Linked DNA regions of Mus musculus: region 2 is linked to region 1. The links are chromatin contacts, called in public Hi-C maps. All regions are on one chromosome and are shown on one strand. Each heading gives the region's core, a stretch centred on a gene start, on an enhancer-like site or on the middle of the called end of the contact. The rest is flanking DNA. Distances are from core to core; before and after follow the strand shown. Region 1 overlaps Poc1b (POC1 centriolar protein B). Region 2 has its middle 14 kb from the start of Gm34921.

Region 1 (2,700 bases), core at 162-2,661:
AGTAATATAGAGAGAAACCACTCTGAATGAAGTGATCTGACGAGTGAGTAGGGGAGGGAGGTGTGAGCAGAAGGCACTCAGTCGTGAGTACCTATTCATACGTTTGAATATGAACACTTACGTAATGAATACATATTCACATATATGAAGCAGTGGACACACACAAAGGAAAGGCTAGTTCTAGTGAAGGATTCCTGAATTGCTGTGGGAGTAATTACAGAGAAGACGGTATGTCTAAGCATGAGGTGAGTGCCAGGTGTGTACAAGCATGGCCTCTGAACAGTTAAACGGGTGACAGAAGAGTTAAATCAGAGACGGTGTCTCTCTCCGAAGTCCCCAGTACTCAAGCTGAAGTTATAAGAATGTCTATAATAACAGCCAAAGGACCAGAGTGTGCATGGTCAGCAGCTGCAAAGGCAAGGAGGCTTCAGAAGGAAATGGGTTCAGAGAACTGAGCAACACCACTCGGCCACCGCATTTGGATTGAGCTGAGGACCGTAGATGAGGCCGGAAAGAGAAGCTGATGTGTCAGTCAGCCGTCATGAGGCAATCATGAGTGCTTGAAGGGTCACTCTAGGTTAGGAATATTCACCCTAGGAGCCTTGGGGCGACCTGTGGGAGGCTCTCTGCCAGGACAGTCAGAGCAGTTTGGAGCTTCAGAATAATCACCCTAGTAAGAAAGGCAGGCTGAGTGAGACCGTGGACATGGAGCATCAGGAGGCGATGGCAGCAGCAGCCACAGCAATCCCAGCATGCACAGGGGCAAGCACCTGATACCCACCACACTGAATCATGAAGTGCTGAAGAGAAAATGGCAGAGCTTTGGAGGACAGGACTTGGATCTGCTACTTCTTAATGGCGCTGTGCACTAAGGCAAGAAGCAGCAGATTTGGAGCGTGGAGCATCCAGTCTAGAAAGGCAGTTATGAGAGTCTTACTCACCAGTCAAGTGACAAGGCTCCCTCCCAAAAGGAGACCCTACCCTATACTACACCTTCATAATAGGGGTGATGTGTGGTGTGATATGATATGGTTGCCAGTCACATCTCATTCACCAGAGGGTGTCATCACAAGACAGGGTCTTCAAATGTTACTGTCATATAATAGATTGTTGAGCTGAAACGAGAAATAAAAAGTAGGCATTTGACAGTACTTTTGGGCAAAAGGAACATGCTTTGTGGTGGCAGACTTCCTCCTTAGAACTTCCTGCCCAGCCATCTGTGTGCATTCATGTCTGCACGTGACTGAAGAGGGACGGCGATTCCCTTTAACACACAGCATCTGTGAAAAGACCTGAGTTCTACGTTTTATTAAAATGATATGCATTCCTGGGCTATTTTTCCTCATGGTTCTTAAGAAGAAAAACTTTATGAAATCCATTATTTTTTTAATTTGTCTCAGTTTCCAGCAATAAGATAGCAAAAAGAGAAAACATCTATACCTTTCACATACATACAAATTATTACAATGCATTGCCTTAACGCCTTATGAAAATCCTGCTCTTTCTGAGACTTTTAGACTTTTTTTTTCAACTATTCTAAGTTACATAATCTTTGCTTTGTTCTATTCTGATTTTGTTTTGTTTTCTTTTGTTTGGCGGGGGTTGGGGGTCTTGTTTCTTTTTCCTTTCTTTTCTTTTTTCTTCTTTCTTTCTTTGTTTTTGTTTTTGGTGGGGGTTTGTTTTTGTGTTTGTTTAGGTTTTGCTTTTGTTTTTGTTTTGTTTTTGAGACAGGGTTTCCCTGCATAGCCCTGGCTGTCCTGAGACTCACTCTGTAGACCAGGCTGGCCTTGAGCTCACAGAGCTCTGCCCACCTCTGCCTCCAGAGTGCTGGGATTAAAACTGTGTGCCACCACCACTGGCTACCATTCTTTGTTTCTTAAGACCGGTTTTTGCTAGTTCGGGCTGGCCTTCAACTAACTCTGTACCCAGGCTCTCTTGAACTTAGAGCAATCTTCCTGTCTCAGTCTCCCCAGGGCTAGGATTCCAGGCCTGTACACCAGGCTCGCCTCAAGTGGGGATCTGAGCTGAGGTTAATAGCGCTAATTACCTAATTTTTGATTGGTTCCCTTACTAGTGCTAGAAAATTATTTTTGTCTGCTAAAATAATGGGAATAGTATTTTTTAAAAGTGCTATCTATACTTCGAATTTATTATAGACTTTCTTTCATCTGACTGAAATTGGAAGCTTTTTTAATTACTCCATCACACAATATTATTATTTTTTGACAGTTTTATACTTATATATAGTGCATGACGGTCACTCTCTCTCCCACATTCCCTGTTTTCCTTCCCTTGTTATCAACCCCATGCTCTTCCTGTGCTATATAATAATCCATTCCCAGACTCATGACGTAGTTGTGTTGTATGAACCATTTGATTTAACCAAAGTCATCTATGTGCACTGATATAACCCATGGGAGTGTGGTGGGACCATCCTGGATACACCATCGAAGCTAATGAGAGTACCTTCCCCTAAATCCATCCATAGGACATAGTGCATCCGTGAGGGTGAGCTCCCTGGATCCTCAATAGTGCATCAGTGAGGGTGGGGCTCCCTGCGATCCTCTTCCATCCTTGTCTGTCTGTTGATGGGCCTAGTCTTGTGCAAGCCCAGTGCAGTCACTGGGAGTTGTTGAGTGTTGGTTACAATGGCTGTGTATTGTCCAGAAGATGGAGTCTCACAGTCTTTCTCCCCATCTC
Region 2 (2,700 bases), core at 73-2,572, 100 kb after region 1:
TGAGGAGCAACTTTACAGAAGCTAATGTCCCAGGTAAGGTGCCCAGGAGTGGGGTGGTAGGAGACAGAATAATTGTCCTTGCAGGGCCTGCCTTCTGCATTTCAAGGGCTACACATGCTATCTCTTTTGTTTCCCCAGTGTCAGCCCTGAACTTAGGGCAATGATGCTATGATCCTTCTGTCTTCTCAGGGGAAAGCTTAAGCTCTCAGGCGACAAGACCACTCTGAAGCAAGCTTTGCAGTCTCTAACTAGGCAGTGGGTGCAGGGCAGGAGGAGAAATAGAAGAGGCAGCTCTCTGTCCTCCACGGGACAAATGCCTTTGTGAGCCTTGGGGAACCTGTTGCTGTGTTGGCCAATCAAGACTCAAGACTGTCCTAAGCTGGCCTTGCTTTTGGCAACAGTAGGGCCTATGTTTGTTTCCAGAAATCACGGTGGCGATCACAAAGAGGCTGTGTTCACATGTAATCTGGCTTGACAGAAATTAATTTTTAATAAGAGACTCCATTCATTCGGTCACATCATTGCCCTTTGGGGCCTGTGTCAGGGTCAACCATCCAGAGCTGGCTGCTGTGCTCTTGGCTATAGCCTGGGGCGTGTTTGCGCTCTTGCGCATGCGCGCACTAATGTGCATGCCAGTAGAGGGGGTTGGGGGTTGAGGAGCGTAGACTGGTCATAGTCAGCTTACAAGTCGAGACCAGGTATTAGTCTAATCAGAAGCTGAAGGAGGCAGGAAGCCCACTTATTTCTTTGTTCTCCACACCCCCGCAAGACACTGTGTCTAGTGCCTTGTTTGGTGGCTACCTTCTTCACAGACTCAAGGTCTCATGGACCTCGGGACAAGCCTTTCACTATGGTGGTGTTAAGGAACGCTTACTTGGCACTGTTATTTAATGGCAATACTCAAAAGGTACAGCATCATCAGCTCCATTGCAAACAGCTGGGAGTTAAGGGCCGCCCTCATCCCTGTACCAAATCATCTCGCCTCCTTATTTCTGCTCCTCCTCACTGTTACACGGAGGCGAAGCAGCTCCCCTATCTGTCCCACCTCTCCATGGAGTTACTTGAAATAACGGTACTCCATAGGCCTTGAGTCATGAGCAAATTCTCTCCATGCCATTCACCTAATCCCCTCGAGGTGCTCGTCTTTGACTTGTTATCAGTAATGATGTGGGGGTGGGGTGGGGTGGGGGTGGGTGCTTACCCCATTTTCAGATCTGGGGCCTTCTGTGTCTTTTTTCTTTTGGTAGTTGCTTCCATCTTCCTGTCCCCTCCTGCCGCACCCCCAGGAAATGCACTTTTCTTTCTTTCTTTTTGGTTCTGCTAAAAGACAGAAGCTCGAGCGAGGCTCTGCCTTCTCAGTGTGGGCGGCGCTGCCTTTCTCAGAACCGCACACTTATCCTCCAGCCGCCTCCAAAGGCTTTATCAGGAGACATGGTGACTTCTCTCCTAAATTACACAGATAGGTTTAAAAATAGGGTTCAGGGTTTCCTTGTCAGGAGAGCTGTCAGCCGGCCCACTTTTGACACCCTTTCTCCCTCCCTTTGTTGGTACACGTCAAAGCATTTTTATTTTTATTTGAGAAGTGTTCTGCTTAAGTTTTCTGGAGCCTTTAAATTACCAGAAACGTTAGTGGGGGTGGGGGTGGGGGTGGGGGTCTGGAGAGGGATGGGGGGTGCTTAAAATGATTCTTCTTCCTGACTTAAAATCTTGAGCAATTTGATTTTCTGTGCCTTCCTGTCTTTGCATGCACATTGTCAGCATGAAAATGAATTGTAGAAATCTATTTTGGTGGAGGCAAGAGCCCTGATGTACAGAGCTCTGCTTTGTGTCAAGGCAGGGATACGTTTTTAGGGCATAAAGTGGATTTGGTATGACTAACTGTGCATAGTGAAAATGGCAGAGGCCGTGAAAGATGAACTGAACAAGAGAAGAAAACCACACAACAACATACCCTGTAAGTAGAAACAAATTAGCCATAGTAATAGCAACTAGACCCCACCACACATGCTCGTAGTGGCACAGAGAATGGCCTGCCTCTTGGTAGAAGTTCTTTTGTTAATTCTTTCCCTCCAGAAAACAGAATTTGGGGCAACATCTTGTTCTTTGTGTGGGGGAATGTAAAACCCTCCTTCCCCCGCCCCCTGTAACCTTTTGCTTTCTCCATTCCTTTCCTCTTATCTGTGCTTTTCCGTTCCTCCCTTATATGGCCATGGCCGGCTGCCCTCGGAAGTCCAGGAATTTGAATGTTATGTGAAAGGGTAATGCTAATTGGGCCCAGTAACATTCATGTCGCCTGGGAGATGTATGGGGGTCACCAAGTGAGAGACCAGCGAGTATCCACATCTGCTGTGAGGCTTTTCATTGCTTTCTCTCCAAACACCAGTCTTAGCTAATGGCCCCAAGCCCTGCTGGCCCGTTCCCCTACCCGGGGCCAACTGTTGCCTTAATGATCAGGGCAAAGATTTCCTTAATATTTCAGCACTGGAAAAAAAAAAGAGAGGTGTGCATTTATAATCTCATGTATTGCACCCAGAAGAAGGTGCGAGAGAGAAGGGCAGGTATTATTATATCATGTCCACTTTGCAACCGAAGAACTGGAGGCTTTAGTTCCTAGTTATTGCTCGTGATGGCGCTCATTAAAGGCAGAATCCGCTTCCCCTCTCCCAGCCACAGGCTCCTTGGCGCCCTGTTTGGGTGGAT

Evidence for each region. Hi-C and Micro-C count contacts between places; a contact is called where the count stands out from the background.
Region 2: a Hi-C map of CD8 T cells shows a contact between it and region 1, with 2.2 times the contacts expected there. The contact joins two enhancer-like sites. A contact is called at or near these places in 4 of 39 promoter capture datasets (cranial neural crest, frontonasal cranial neural crest and liver), 1 of 15 datasets of contacts at CTCF or cohesin (CD8 T cells), 11 of 484 Hi-C or Micro-C datasets (8-cell embryo, CD8 T cells, colon epithelium and 5 more), 4 of 115 datasets of contacts at active chromatin or transcription factors (bone marrow-derived macrophages, embryonic stem cells, heart atrium and 1 more) and 2 of 9 other capture datasets (adipose tissue and liver).

The regions. Positions count from the first base shown.
Region 1 is chr10:99,181,175-99,183,874 of GRCm38.p6, forward strand. All of the region lies in intron 10 of Poc1b (POC1 centriolar protein B), which reads left to right. Among named protein-coding and RNA genes, the nearest start is that of Gm34574, 50 kb to the right of the region's middle. Within about 2 kb of position 1,412, at least 96 of the 459 cell types and tissues checked have an H3K27ac peak or open chromatin away from gene starts, as enhancers often do. A contact at or near this core is called in CD8 T cells and adipose tissue, where this site is marked.
Region 2 is chr10:99,283,704-99,286,403 of GRCm38.p6, forward strand. No RefSeq gene overlaps it. Among named protein-coding and RNA genes, the nearest start is that of Gm34921, 14 kb to the left of the region's middle. Within about 2 kb of position 1,323, at least 84 of the 459 cell types and tissues checked have an H3K27ac peak or open chromatin away from gene starts, as enhancers often do. A contact at or near this core is called in CD8 T cells and adipose tissue, where this site is marked.